Regions from separate parts of the Cyprinus carpio genome. Here region 1 is linked to region 2. Evidence: chromatin contacts called from public Hi-C data. All regions are on one chromosome and are shown on one strand. The core of a region is the stretch at or near the end of the contact, and the rest is flanking DNA. Distances in the headings are between cores, read along the strand shown.

Region 1 (6,205 bases), core at 1,692-4,191, 91 kb before region 2:
GTCATACAGAGTTTTGTTTAAAAAATATCTGGGAGGTTATGCTATTTAAACTCATTTTTAGGTTTGAAGGTTTGAATGACAGTTAGTCCATACAGAGGAGAAGGTGGGAATACATATTGCAGATGAAAAAGGAAGAGAAAACCCAAAAAGTTTCTTATTTTTAATGCACAATCCCAATCTCAACATTGTGTATGATGCAGCATGGATTTTAAGAATTTCCTCTCATGTATCCTCCAATTTTCTTTTTGTAGTTGTTTCTTGTGTAAATTAAAAAGGTTTTAATTAATTAATCAGTTTCAATTAAATGATGTAGTCAGCCTCGCTTTGCTTGTTTGCTTTGCACAACTTGCCAAAATATGTTAGACTGTTTTTTTAGTAAATGTTGTATAAAAAGGTCTTTCCATCTCTTTGTAATCCATTTCCCTCCACAACTCATTATCTTACATCATACAAATATTCCACATAGTCAAGACTATAATTTTCTTATAAAACACCATAATTCAAATGCAGGACAGCTTCTCTTAGCCCATGCTGATAAAACGTCTGTGATTGTTTGGCCCCTGCTCTGTGCTTTTCAAAAGCTCCCCTCTTGCTGGAGAACAAAGAGAAAGCTGACCAATCTCATCTAGCTTCACAAAGCGGAAACAAAAGGACACAAAACAAGAGATTTGACCAACCCCAACACGGCGGCAAATATTTCAGCTTCCTGGTGCCAAGTGTACGGTTCACTGTCCGGTCACATGAATCTGTCAGTTTAGCACGTCTAAAGCAGCAATCAGCACCTCGCTCCTGTGTGGATGCCACAGCTCGAGGCCCCAAACATTGCCTGGCTCATTATTCCCTGAGGAAGGTCACGGCCCTGCCCGTCAGACCGGAACTTGCCCACTAATTAAGTACGCTGTTTTGGCACTGGACGTGTCATGTCTGTAGGACGCTTTATTGGGATTAAGGCCGCTCATGTTCACTTTTCATAAATGGGCAGCTGAGCAGATTCACACCAGGGCCTCCTTCTCTTAAAATGAATGAAATCTTAAACCCATGTTATATTCTACAATGCATAACTCAAGTAGAGATGGGATTGGGTGATGCCGGTTGCTTTAAACACTGTCATGCTGAAAAGACACAGTCAGTGTTCTAAGTGCTGCTCTGTTGACGATGCTCCGCCACAAAAAGGAGAAACACGAGGGAAGAGATGTTTCTCTTGTTTGAGGCACACAGCGTCTGGTGTGATGTGCTGCTTGAATCCCTAGCATCTGAAAATGTATCCTGTTATTGATTCCATCTCCTCTCTCGCGCTCTCTCTGCATCTGCGCACAAGAGAGACGTGCCAATTATGTAGGCCCTCAAGCTTGGCCTAGTTAGTACAGTGCAGGCTACAGAGGTTTTGCGACTAAATAATACAAATCCAAGACTGCTGCACAGACAATTATAGGGTTATAGCTTGCCACAATATGTCATATTCATATGTAGAGTAGCCTGCTATATTAGAAACAATTTTTGGATGAATAAAGGCATTTACTCACCATCATGTTGTTCCAAATTAGTTTGACGTTCTTTCTTTTGTGGACAATATTTTGAAGAAAAAACGTTTTTGTCCATACAGTGAAAGTCAGTGGGTTCCAAAACAACTTTTTAAATGACTACTTGATGCCATAATTGTTATTTTTGGATGAACTGTCTCTTTAAGTGTTAATTTAGTATGTCAGTGTTTTTTTTTACTATTATTCATATGCTATTATAGTTTTAATTGATAATTTGAATTAGCTTTTGTTTTTATTAAGGTTTTATTTTAGTTTTTATTTTAGTCTTTTCTGCATTTCTAATTTTAGTTCAGTCCAGTTTAGCTTTTGATTAACCAAAAATGTTTTTAATAGTTTTAGTCAATGATTATACCTCTGCTGTAGGCTGAAAATACGAAACAGAGCTAAATGCAGAACTTATATAATTGAGTATAGTGTTTTCCACAGTCTAAGCATTCTGAGTGTTAAAGCACTAAAGCCACCAGCCCATAAAGCCCACCCTCAGTCTCATCTGTTGACAGTGGTCTGTTGAGCTGTGCATTCTTCCTCAATGATGTGGTCTCCAGTGAGCACAGACTCTGGGTTTCTGAACCCCACTTCAACAAGAGATACAAAGAGATACGTATTGTGAATATATACAGATTAATATACAGATTTCTAATTTTTTGCCAAGTGTCAACTACAAAGAAATGTGCAATATAAAGAAACAACTGATACTGCTAAAGCCCACAAACAAAGGAATGTGAGGAGACTAAAAGCTACTTGAACCAGAGGCTTCATGGTTTACCTTTAATGTTTTGACTATGAGAGCATATAATTGGTTGATATGCTCCAATTTTTTTATTAAAATAAAAGAATAAGTTGCCTAAGTGCAACCATGTTGAAGGCAATGTTTAGACTAGTTCATACTGTAGTGTGTCATGTTGTGCCTAGATGGCACTCTTCCCCTAGATAGATGTCTAGTAATTGGCCTTTTGTTTCCAGGACATCTTCTGAATTGGGTCGAGTCAAAACTGTACAAAGGTCAATTCGGTGTTGTTTGTAGAAAACCTAGAAAGGTAGGCCTTGTCTCTTGTGAATCTCTGGTCTAATCGTGTTCCCCAAAAATGAATCTCAGCCAGCTTTCATCAGGAATCCCTTAATGTAATTTGTTTTCAATTTTATTTTTTAAAAATGGTAGAGACCATCCCTAGAGATGTTATCCAATGATATCTATTTCTAGCAAGGTCTTACTCTTGCCCTTGTGTTCTCATGGTTTTATATTCCCATTCCCTCTCATTATGTAAACAGTGATCATGTTGCACCAACTTCCCTATGTATCTACACCAATACATTTTTTTTCCCACTATTGGATTCTAAGGTTCTAGATCTAACTGTGGTTCTAAAGTTTTGTTTGCTTTCACATATTAGCACTGAATCTGGCACTGAATGTCTCTTTCTCAATACTCTTTCAGTATTTTATTTCAGCCCTTTCATAGGGCACACACAGTTAACAGAAGTTGGCAGAGATCTTTATGCCAGTCTTTATGGGTCCTTCACCACTCTTAGCATGGAGTCAGGTGTGGTTCAAGAAAAACCAGGAAACCAGTTGTTGACTAAGGCAGCTGTGTCTGCAGTTGTGGCCCCTACCAGACTCCCACCGTGACTTAGCATGGATTAGCTGGAACGGTCTTTCCCACAGCTCACACGCCGTGCACAGCCCAGGCCAGATGTGCCTGTGAAAATCATTCATCACACTGTGTGCTCTCATTTTTCAGCCATTTCATCTTTTTGTTTGCAGGGCGTTCAACGAGAAGAACAAAAGGGCTGGTCAGTTTCCACTTCGTTCTCATTTATTTATTTGTTTTTGTCTCTTGGCAGCCATGTTGAAAAAAGTTGAAATGATTAGGTCTGATTGGCTGTCAGTCCATTGGAAAATGGGAATGAGGTTTGGAATTGGGGCTGGGGGATGGATGACTGAAAGGAAGCGTGAGGAAGGCAGAAGGCTGAGGTCATCACAGGATGTTCGGCACATAAATTATCATTAATCTCTATCTCTAGCCGACTCCACCCCTAGTGTCTCTCTTTTCCCTCTCTTCTCTCGGTGTTTGTCTGTTTCCATATGAAGAGTGGGAATGCAGCATGGCTTATGAAACAAATTTAATAGAGTGCTGGTGCTCTGGGCTTTTTATTCTACATTTATCAGATGCATTTCGAGCCCCAAATTAAATAATGAACTGCGACAGGTTGTTTATATTAAAACAAATATGAGATTGTCTGTTATGCTGGAGCTGAGGAGCTTCCCCCTCCTTTATGGTTAAGTTCAAATGAATTCAAAATGCATGCAAAAAAAAAAAAGTTATAGAAATTTTTTTTGTTGTTGTTTGAGGAAGAGCATGAGATAACCCATAAATCAACATTTATAGTTGTCTATTACAAAATTATGTATATTTGTTTAGGTAATTTTGTGTAATCTAAACATTGACAAAATTTGCTTATATTTCGCTAATATAAAATATAGGCTATAAGCATTTTAAAGTCTCTCTTTTCCAGAAATACAGACCCAGCAAAAGTGAACGGCTTTTTGCCGTTCAAAAGTTTGGGATCAGTACGTTTTTTAATGTTTTTTAAAGAAGTTTCTTTCATCAAGGCTGCATTTATTTGATCAAAAAAAAAAAAAAAAAAACTTCATTTTGTGAAATATTATTGCAATTTAAAATAATTCAATTCAATTCAAGTTTATTTGTATAGCGCTTTTTACGATACAAATCATTGCAAAGCAACTTTACAGAAAATTAAGTTTCTACAATATTTAGTAGTAGCTTATCAGTGGTGACTGTCAATTCATGTGCATATGGCAGAAATGTTCAGAAAAATCAATAAAAGACGTAAACAAACAGACGATTAACACTATAAACAGCAATTATGCAATCAAACTTATAGCAAAATGTGGTAGTTCTGTATGTTGTCTCTGGGTTAGCATCATCTGAGGTCCTCTGAGGGGTTGGCATCATCTCTTCTCAGGTGTTCTGGATCCAGACTGGAGCTTGTGTAAATCCTACACTGGCAAAGCAGAGAAACAAATAGAGACATAATTAGCATAGCTGCTGTTCCAGCCAAGTAAAATTAATTAGTTTAACCCAAGCCTAAAGAATAATAATGCACATTTGATCAGATATAACTGCAGTCCAAAATTATGAGATGCATTATTTGAATGCTTGGCCAAAGAAGTGTGTTTTTAATCTAGATTTAAACAGAAGAAGTGTGTCTGAACCCTGAACATTATCAGGAAGGCTATTCCAGAGTTTGGGAGCCCAATGCGACAAAGCTCTACCTCCTTTAGTGGACTTTGCTATCCTAGGTACTATCAAAAGTCCAGCGTTTTGTGACCTTAGGGAGCGTGATGGGTTGTAAAGTGGTAGAAGACTAGTTAGGTACGCAGGAGCTAAGCCATTAAGGACCTTATAAGTAAGTAATAATATTTTGTAACTGATATGGAACTTAACAGGTAGCCAGTGCAGAGACTGTAGTATTGGGGTAATATGATCATATTTTCTTGACCTGGTAAGGACTCTAGCCACTGTATTTTGGACTACCTGTAGCTTGTTTATTGAGGATGCAGGACAACCACCTAGAAGTGCATTACAATAGTCCAGTCTAGAGGTCATGAATGCATGAACTAGCTTTTCTGCATCAGGAACAGGTAATATGTTTCGTAGCTTGGCAATGTTTCTAAGATGGAAGAATGCTGTTTTTGTAACATGGGAAATATGATTTTCAAAAGACAAGTTACTGTCTAATATAACACCCAGATTTTTGACAGTAGAGGAAGTAACAGTACATCCGTCTAATTGCAAATTGTAATCTACGAGATTCTGTGTAATGTTTTCTGGTCCAATAAGTAATATCTCTGTCTTATCTGAATTTAATAGGAGAAAATTATTGGAAAATAACAGTTTTATATTTTAATAAACTTTAAAACATAATTTATTCCTGTGAAACAAAGGTGAATTTTCAGCATTAATATTCTTCCATCAGAAATCATTCTAATATGTTGATATATAATCAATGTGAAAATACTTTGTTTGGCCTTCCAAAAGAGGACACAACTAGAAATCAGTGGCTAATTAACACTGTTCCAGAACAGTTCAACCCAAATATACAGATGTGTGCTGCGAGGATGGAGGATTTATGGAGGATGGGGACTGTTTCATGAACCAGTAGCCTAGTACAATGCGTCTGTGGCACAAAGGATGTTTCTATAAAGTGGGGCAGTTCCAACTTTGCAAGGACAGTCTGGTGCTTCTGACTCACAGTCTGTAAGTATGTTTACAGATTTAAAGAATTTGCCACTGATGAGTTTTGAGCAGTGTAGAGTAGCGCTTGTTGTTTGTTGTTTCTCTGATCATAAATGCAGACATGGTTTTATGTTTATGCCGGGCGATACGCAGCACAACGCGTAAAAAGACAGTATAAGTTATTATAATCAGTAATTATGACCCTGCTGGATGCAACAAATGCCTTGTTTGTAATGGGTTTTATTGGTTTTGTCTCATCGTGCTGAGAGACGGCACCACAGTATGGTAAGGGGCGTAACATTTCAGTCACAAGCTTGAGGCATTCGGCCAATCACAACGCACTGGATAGCTGGCCAATCAGAGCACACCTCACTTTTTCAGAAGGATGAGCTTTGTAAAAACACGTTT
Region 2 (6,448 bases), core at 2,608-5,107:
CACTGGATGCACTGCATATTTTCAGTAATTGCTTTGGCTGAGGCGGTGCTCATTGAACACTACTGTCCACGGCTTAGAACGGTTTCGTTTTTGCCAGGTGCTGCTGCAAAGCCAACACCTGTAAGGCTCTCTTGTGCGACTGTGGTAAATACCTTCACTGCCAAAAACTGAGCAGGAATGCAAGAGATGTGCCTCATTAGCTTTTTCTTCAGCTGCATTTTTTCGGACTTTCTATGTGTGTGCTTAAGAGAGAAAGAGAGAGCTTGTGTATTCAGCCAAGCCCAACAGGGTCCGAGCAAATGGGTGCGTGCTCGTGTTTTCGTATTAGCGAGTGTGTGTCCGCCATGTGCCTGTCTGTGTGTGACTGTAGCCCCGCAGTACCTTCTAGAGAGATCCTGCAGCAGCACAAAGAGACCCTTGTCTTAAGGTGTCACAGAACAGTATGTATCAGACACTATATTAAATGTCCCCTAAGCATAGAGGAAGTCTAGCGAGGGGTGAGGCCTTGCCAGGGAGCCACCAAAGGGGCTTTTGACAGTGGCCAAAACAGATGGCTGGGAATGGGGAAACAAGGTCAAAGAACACCGAACACGCTATCTCCGCTTCTTTCTCCTCACTACATTCGATACGATTGAGCATCATCTGATGTTTGCCTCTCTTTTTAATTAAAATGGATGCTTTGGAATAGGAGCTTCGTTGTTTTCCCCCCAAAGGTGCTTAAGGGGGGAAGTAAAGATAAAAGAGTGGCTTTGTGTCTGGCCACTGAATGAAAGGAACCACTGTGTTGACTGCTCCAAACAAGACCAATCAAAGATAACCTGTGTTCGAATGATAAGAGCTACACCGTTGGTTCAATGACATGTATCTACATGGAGGTTTGATAACTTGTGGTAACACGACCTTTGGGTGGTCCCATCGGTGTGATTATGGTCGCCACAATGTTTTCCAGCCCTATCTGCTGTAATCAAACGCTCTCCTGGTCCTTTACTGGGTGATTTGTCGATCACAATAATGAAAACTCATTAGAATGTTTAATTTAGCGTGCTTCATTTAGTGCGCTACTTTCTATGCTGTACATTTAACACAGCAAGAGCCTTCGCAAAATGAGGTGGAGTCATTAGTAAAGGTAAAATGAATGCCGTCTGTGATTATACATCGTTTATCCTTGTACACATGAAATTAGTGTCAAATCAGTGAGCCCGATGGTGTTGTTAAATCAAAATATCCAGTTTCTAAAGCAAGATATTGTAGGTCAACCTCAAGAGTGATTCTGACAGTAAGATGTATTATACATTAAACATGTCCAGCTGCAGAACAAGGGTGCCTGCTGGGACGCGGAGGGGCTGTAAGACTATCCCGTTGTCCTCTTACCGTGGAGGGCATAGCACAGGGCTCGCCTTTTTCTCTGACTGACATGAAAGTCTCAGGCAAGTTCAGCCATGTTGCCTTGATGTTGTCACTGAGCTGAAATGTTAGGGTCAGCTCTTTGTGGGAGTTGGGTTCAGACTCCGGCCCTTCCTCTTGCAGCTGTGCGGAGGGTTGTTGTCCGGAGATGGTATGCTCTCACGCTTGTCTATTGACGTATTAGGAGAAGTGCAGCTAGGCCAGCTGGACAGACAAAGCACAGTAAATAAGACTGGCCTAGAGCCCAATGCCCTACGGTACTGACAAATGAAATCTGTTTCTAAAATGTATATTTTGTTAAAAAAGAGGAATTAATGCATAGAATTACCGATATAGATTTTGTATTGAGGTTATTAGTTCCACTATAGAGGTTTGGATGGCGCACTTTTGAAACCATCTGTTTTGCATAAATTTAGCAAATCACCAAGCAAACAAGCCTTCACACTCAGCCTTTGTGATTATTGGATTTGTAAATGTCTGAAAATGAGAATGAACTTTTTTACTGTCACATGAAAATCCAAATCACAAAGATTCCTACTAGAATGACTGAACTTTGCCTGTGAAATTTCGCAGCATATAGTGTTAAATGTGATCATATTAAGTCATCTGTTAAGACACACACACACACATGAAAGTTTGCATATACCATCCATCAAATCAGCTAATAACAAATCCAGTGTCAAAGTTTATGCTTGACAGAATTATTTTGTGGTTTGTAGGGGCACTTAGAGGTTATAATAGTGACTGGCCATTGACCTGTATTCAGATGTGCCAGAGGGGACCAAGCTGAGCCCCTGACATATCTGAATGCATGCTCTCCATGACCAATCAATAAGCCATTATCACTGCACTCTGACAATACACACTCTGTGTATCGTTTAGGCTTCTATGGGACACAAGCATTAGGACTCCAATATCACGCTCATGCAATTTGGTCAACTTTGATATTTTCCTCACCTAAAAATACATTTTGGGGCTTTTGGATGATAATTCTATAATCCGGTGTCACACTAAAGAGAGAACCAGGTCAGTTTTATGACCAAAAGAAATCCAAAATCCCTCTAATCCTATGGCTGGCAAAGTACTTCTTACACTTCGCCTGATTTTTGTCTGACTACTTAAGCAGTGCAAGAAAAGGAATTGGGTTAAAGGCAATAACCCTTAAACCTCCGCACTTTGCACACTGCTATCCCGTTAAACTGCTGTTCCAATACTCTAATCAACTTACTGTACAAACAGCCTGCTTTGCCCTCTACCACAAAAACAACTAAACACAGAAGAATTTCCAGTATTATCATTTGAAACAAGGAATCCCTGTGAGCCGTTTAGCACAGCATAACCCAATTTTGTGTATTTATATAAAAGTGGGTTGATGTTTCTCTTTGAATTGATTTTGTATTGTATTGACAGAGTGGAGCAGGTCTTGGATTTCTAACACTGCTGCTCCCCTGCTGGACGGCAGTAGCGCTGCTTTCTCTACAGTGAGAGGGAGTTTGTGGCCCTATAAATACCACTCGCACTGTAGCTGTCCAGCACAGGAAGTAGGTCTGTATTAATGTCTTGTAAAGTCTTGTGGTCTTAGTATGTTATTGCTATAAATCAGCTGATGATATCATCCTATAATTGGCTCACGTTTCTTTGTCTGATTCTCATTGTGAATTTTCCTATAAGCTGCAGCATAATTACACCCTTATGACTGTTTATATCATCAATAACTTGCATGTAAGTCCATAAAGTAGTCTTATTATATTTTCCATGATACATTGTTTAAGGTGTATCTCTGTAGTAATAACAGTAATTTCTTTGTTTAATTTTTGCTAGCTATCAGACTTTGACTTTAGATGTAATTAATTAATTTATTTATGTGATTGTTTCAATTTAGTTTTAGGTTAACAGGTTTGAATTTACATCTGCATATTTAACTATGTGCACATTAACAGTCTTGAATTGAAATGTTTATTGTAAAGAATTGTGCATTTTTTGCACAGCTGAAAAGGTTTTAAATTGTATTAAACCATGTCAAAAACTAGAATTTAAAAATAAATCATTTGCATTTTTTATTTTAGATATTTTTTTCTGTTTGTTTTAATTTTTTATTGTAGTTATTTAATTTAGGTGTTGTTTACATTTTATTTACTGCTACAGGTTTCCATACAGCCACTGATCACTATTTCCACTGATCTACTGATACTGTATGTACTGTATGTAGGCTATGTATGTAAGTATGTATCTCCTTAATAAATAATCAGTGTTTGGGATGTTGATAGTATTTTGTCCTGATAGTCAGCTATGTTTTATTCTCAAAAATATGAAGGAAACAAACAAGATCATCTCAGGACCACTGCATCTATTTTCTCCCTGCTGTCAATCTGCGGCTGGGGTGCATGGTTTAGGAGGCGGAGTTTGTGTGTCTGTGTGGGCGGGGTTTCCGCTAAACTCTGGGTTAGGTTGATTCACTATCGATCATTGGGGAAAGACGGGGCTAGATTTCCTTGTGGCGGAGAAATCTGATGTGTATGCAACATGAATCGGGCGATTGCGGGGCGCAGATTAATTTTAGCACGTTAACAGAATTGTTTCGGACTGATTGTCTTCACCGAATACAAATTAAATATCACTTTTCTCCCTTGCTCCAAGAAGAAGTGTTTTGGATCGGACTTGCCAAAATCACTACTTTGTTTCTCTTACGGACGGTTTGTGTTACCTTAAAGTAGTCGCGTCTTAAGAGAGTTACGCGTCGCTACGGTTCGTGAAGTTCGGAGAAGCGAGGCCCGATCTCTTGATCCGTGGAGTACTCTCGAGTCTCTCTGGATGGATGGATGGGTATGGGGAGAGCAGGATCTTACTACCCCGGGGCTGAGCGCCTCATCTCTCCGCTACTGCATCTACTAGTGCTGTGCACACTCTCCTCTCTCACTCACATAGGTAAACACGGTCTCAACACTTTATGCATGATTCATTGAACGTAAACAAGTTAAATATACATTAAAACACATTTATAAAGTAGTTTTTGTCTTGAGGGGATGTCTAATTCTCGCTTGTATAAATATAGAATTGGATTTACGTGCTATTATGATAGTGCTGGTTAATATACATATATATCCCCACAAAAAAGTGGATTCTAGTTCTTCATGTGACAGTTTTACAGTCTGGGGCAGTGTCCTTCATCCGTGTCTTCTTCTTGCACAGTTATTGTAGCTTTATATTCAATAGCCTAAATGTAGTGCATTGATCTACGCGTCCCTCTTGCTTGACTGGACTGGTTGCTTTTCAAAGGAAATTAAATATTTATGAGTGATCATAATATTAATTAATTTTATTTCGTATTCTCAGGTGATTGTTTGATTCGGTTTTATTTGTTGTTTGCTTTTGTTTTTGTGATGGCAGACCACATGCTGTAAGTTGCAATAAGGTGGTGATAATTTGTTAACATCCATCTAGCTTTTGATCTGTTTTATTATTTAATTAGGGTTTTGCGATATTGATAAATGTTTAAAAAAGAAATAAAGTACTCTTCAGTTATAGTAAAAAAAAAAAAAAAAAAAAAATTATGCATTTCTTTACTAATTCCACTAATTCCTCATTTACTAAATTTTTTTTTTTTTTTTTTTTTTTTTTTGTGCCATTGACCAGTTTGGACAGTCATAAATGATTTTGTTGAAATTGGGAGACTGTGAATGCTACGCATTTGGTGCCCTGTTTTCACTTGGCACCTTGTCAAGTGCTCCACTTTGGGTGTCCTGGCCGTAGACTGTGTTAATGCCATTGTGAATTAAGAGGATATGGAATGCTGCTGGGTGTCCATTGAGCAGTCACACCTTCATAATTAATTTAACATGGACCCCGGGCAGTCAGGCATTATGCACTTTGCTATTCTTCAATGAGGGAAAAAATTTATATGGCTCAACCTAAATTTATATTTTTATTTTATTTTTAAACATCATTTCAGAAGAAATAAGCAAAATCTTCCATAAAATTATTCGTATTTTATATTGAGCATGAAATGTACATAGTGTGACCATTCCAAGTGTCTGTCCCTTTCATGCTCTTGATTGGCTTCACTTTTCGACAGCTGTACATGTTTGCTTTCTTTTCAGTGGCAATATACTAAACTTGTAATATAATATATAGAGATCTGTGATATATTTTGAATGTTTCGTTTTTGATAAGGAAATAATGTTTAAATAAGGAATGTAGTATTTAAGAACACATGCATACAAAACAGTCATTTCTTTTTTAGCCACTGCATGCTTGCTGTTCTTTGATTTCATCTTTGGCTATTAAATCTGGCTGTATTGTCTCTCAATTGGTTTAGTCCCAAATATACATCTACCCCTCGGTGGTATTTGATTGGATTATAATCTTGGCAGAAGCGAGAGACAGTTGCAGCTGTTCATATTCTTTTTTCTTATTTTTTCGTTCTCTTCATCTCTGTCTTTTCTCATGTCTGGAATAGTGCGTTATTGTTTAATGATTGTATGATTTCACAGACTACCTGTAAAAAGGTGCATTTTAAAACTTTTTAATAGATGCTTTTGTGGTTTACTGAGATAAATCTTACTAATACTTTCTAAAATTACTGCACCATGATTGTTTTTTTTTTTTTTTTTTTTTTTTTTTTTATGCTGTAGCAAGGCTATGAAAAGCTTGAAGTTACAAATAAGAATAAAAATGAAAGGCTGACAAACCAGCATATTAAACCAGATTCCAAAGTTCAGTGCAGCACAGTATGTGCTCAACATTTAAGACTGGAGATGTCATTTAGACACTGAGTCTTGTAAACCCCACTGCTTTCTCCAGATCTTCACGTTGACTCCTGGAGAAGGTGTGGGCCTGTTGACCTCTCTGCCCTGGCCAAATTCCACATCTTGAAATTTCACTCCGCACACACTCTTTGGGCCCCTCTACAGCTGAGAATGGCTGCTCAAACGGCAGGCCACCCTGAGAAAATATTTCCAACGACTTAATAGCAACAAGGGTGTTCACTGTGCTCAAAACGAGACGGATCACCCCAGCAGCAGGATCACAGAAAGGAACTGAACCT

The links. Hi-C and Micro-C count contacts between places; a contact is called where the count stands out from the background.
Region 1: a Hi-C map of skeletal muscle shows a contact between it and region 2, with 7 times the contacts expected there. The contact joins the enhancer-like site here to the promoter of LOC109071076 in region 2. A contact is called at or near these places in 4 of 8 Hi-C or Micro-C datasets (liver and skeletal muscle).

What each region holds. Positions count from the first base shown.
Region 1 is chrB5:18,607,232-18,613,436 of ASM1834038v1, reverse strand. No RefSeq gene overlaps it. Among protein-coding and RNA genes, the nearest start is that of si:ch211-117c19.1, 15 kb to the left of the region's middle. Within about 2 kb of position 2,941, at least 1 of the 8 cell types and tissues checked has an H3K27ac peak or open chromatin away from gene starts, as enhancers often do. A contact at or near this core is called in skeletal muscle, where this site is marked.
Region 2 is chrB5:18,516,498-18,522,945 of ASM1834038v1, reverse strand. It overlaps LOC109071076 (repulsive guidance molecule B), which reads left to right and starts at 3,857. Exons shown (of 3, transcript XM_042724688.1): 1 at 3,857-4,329. The coding sequence starts at 4,224.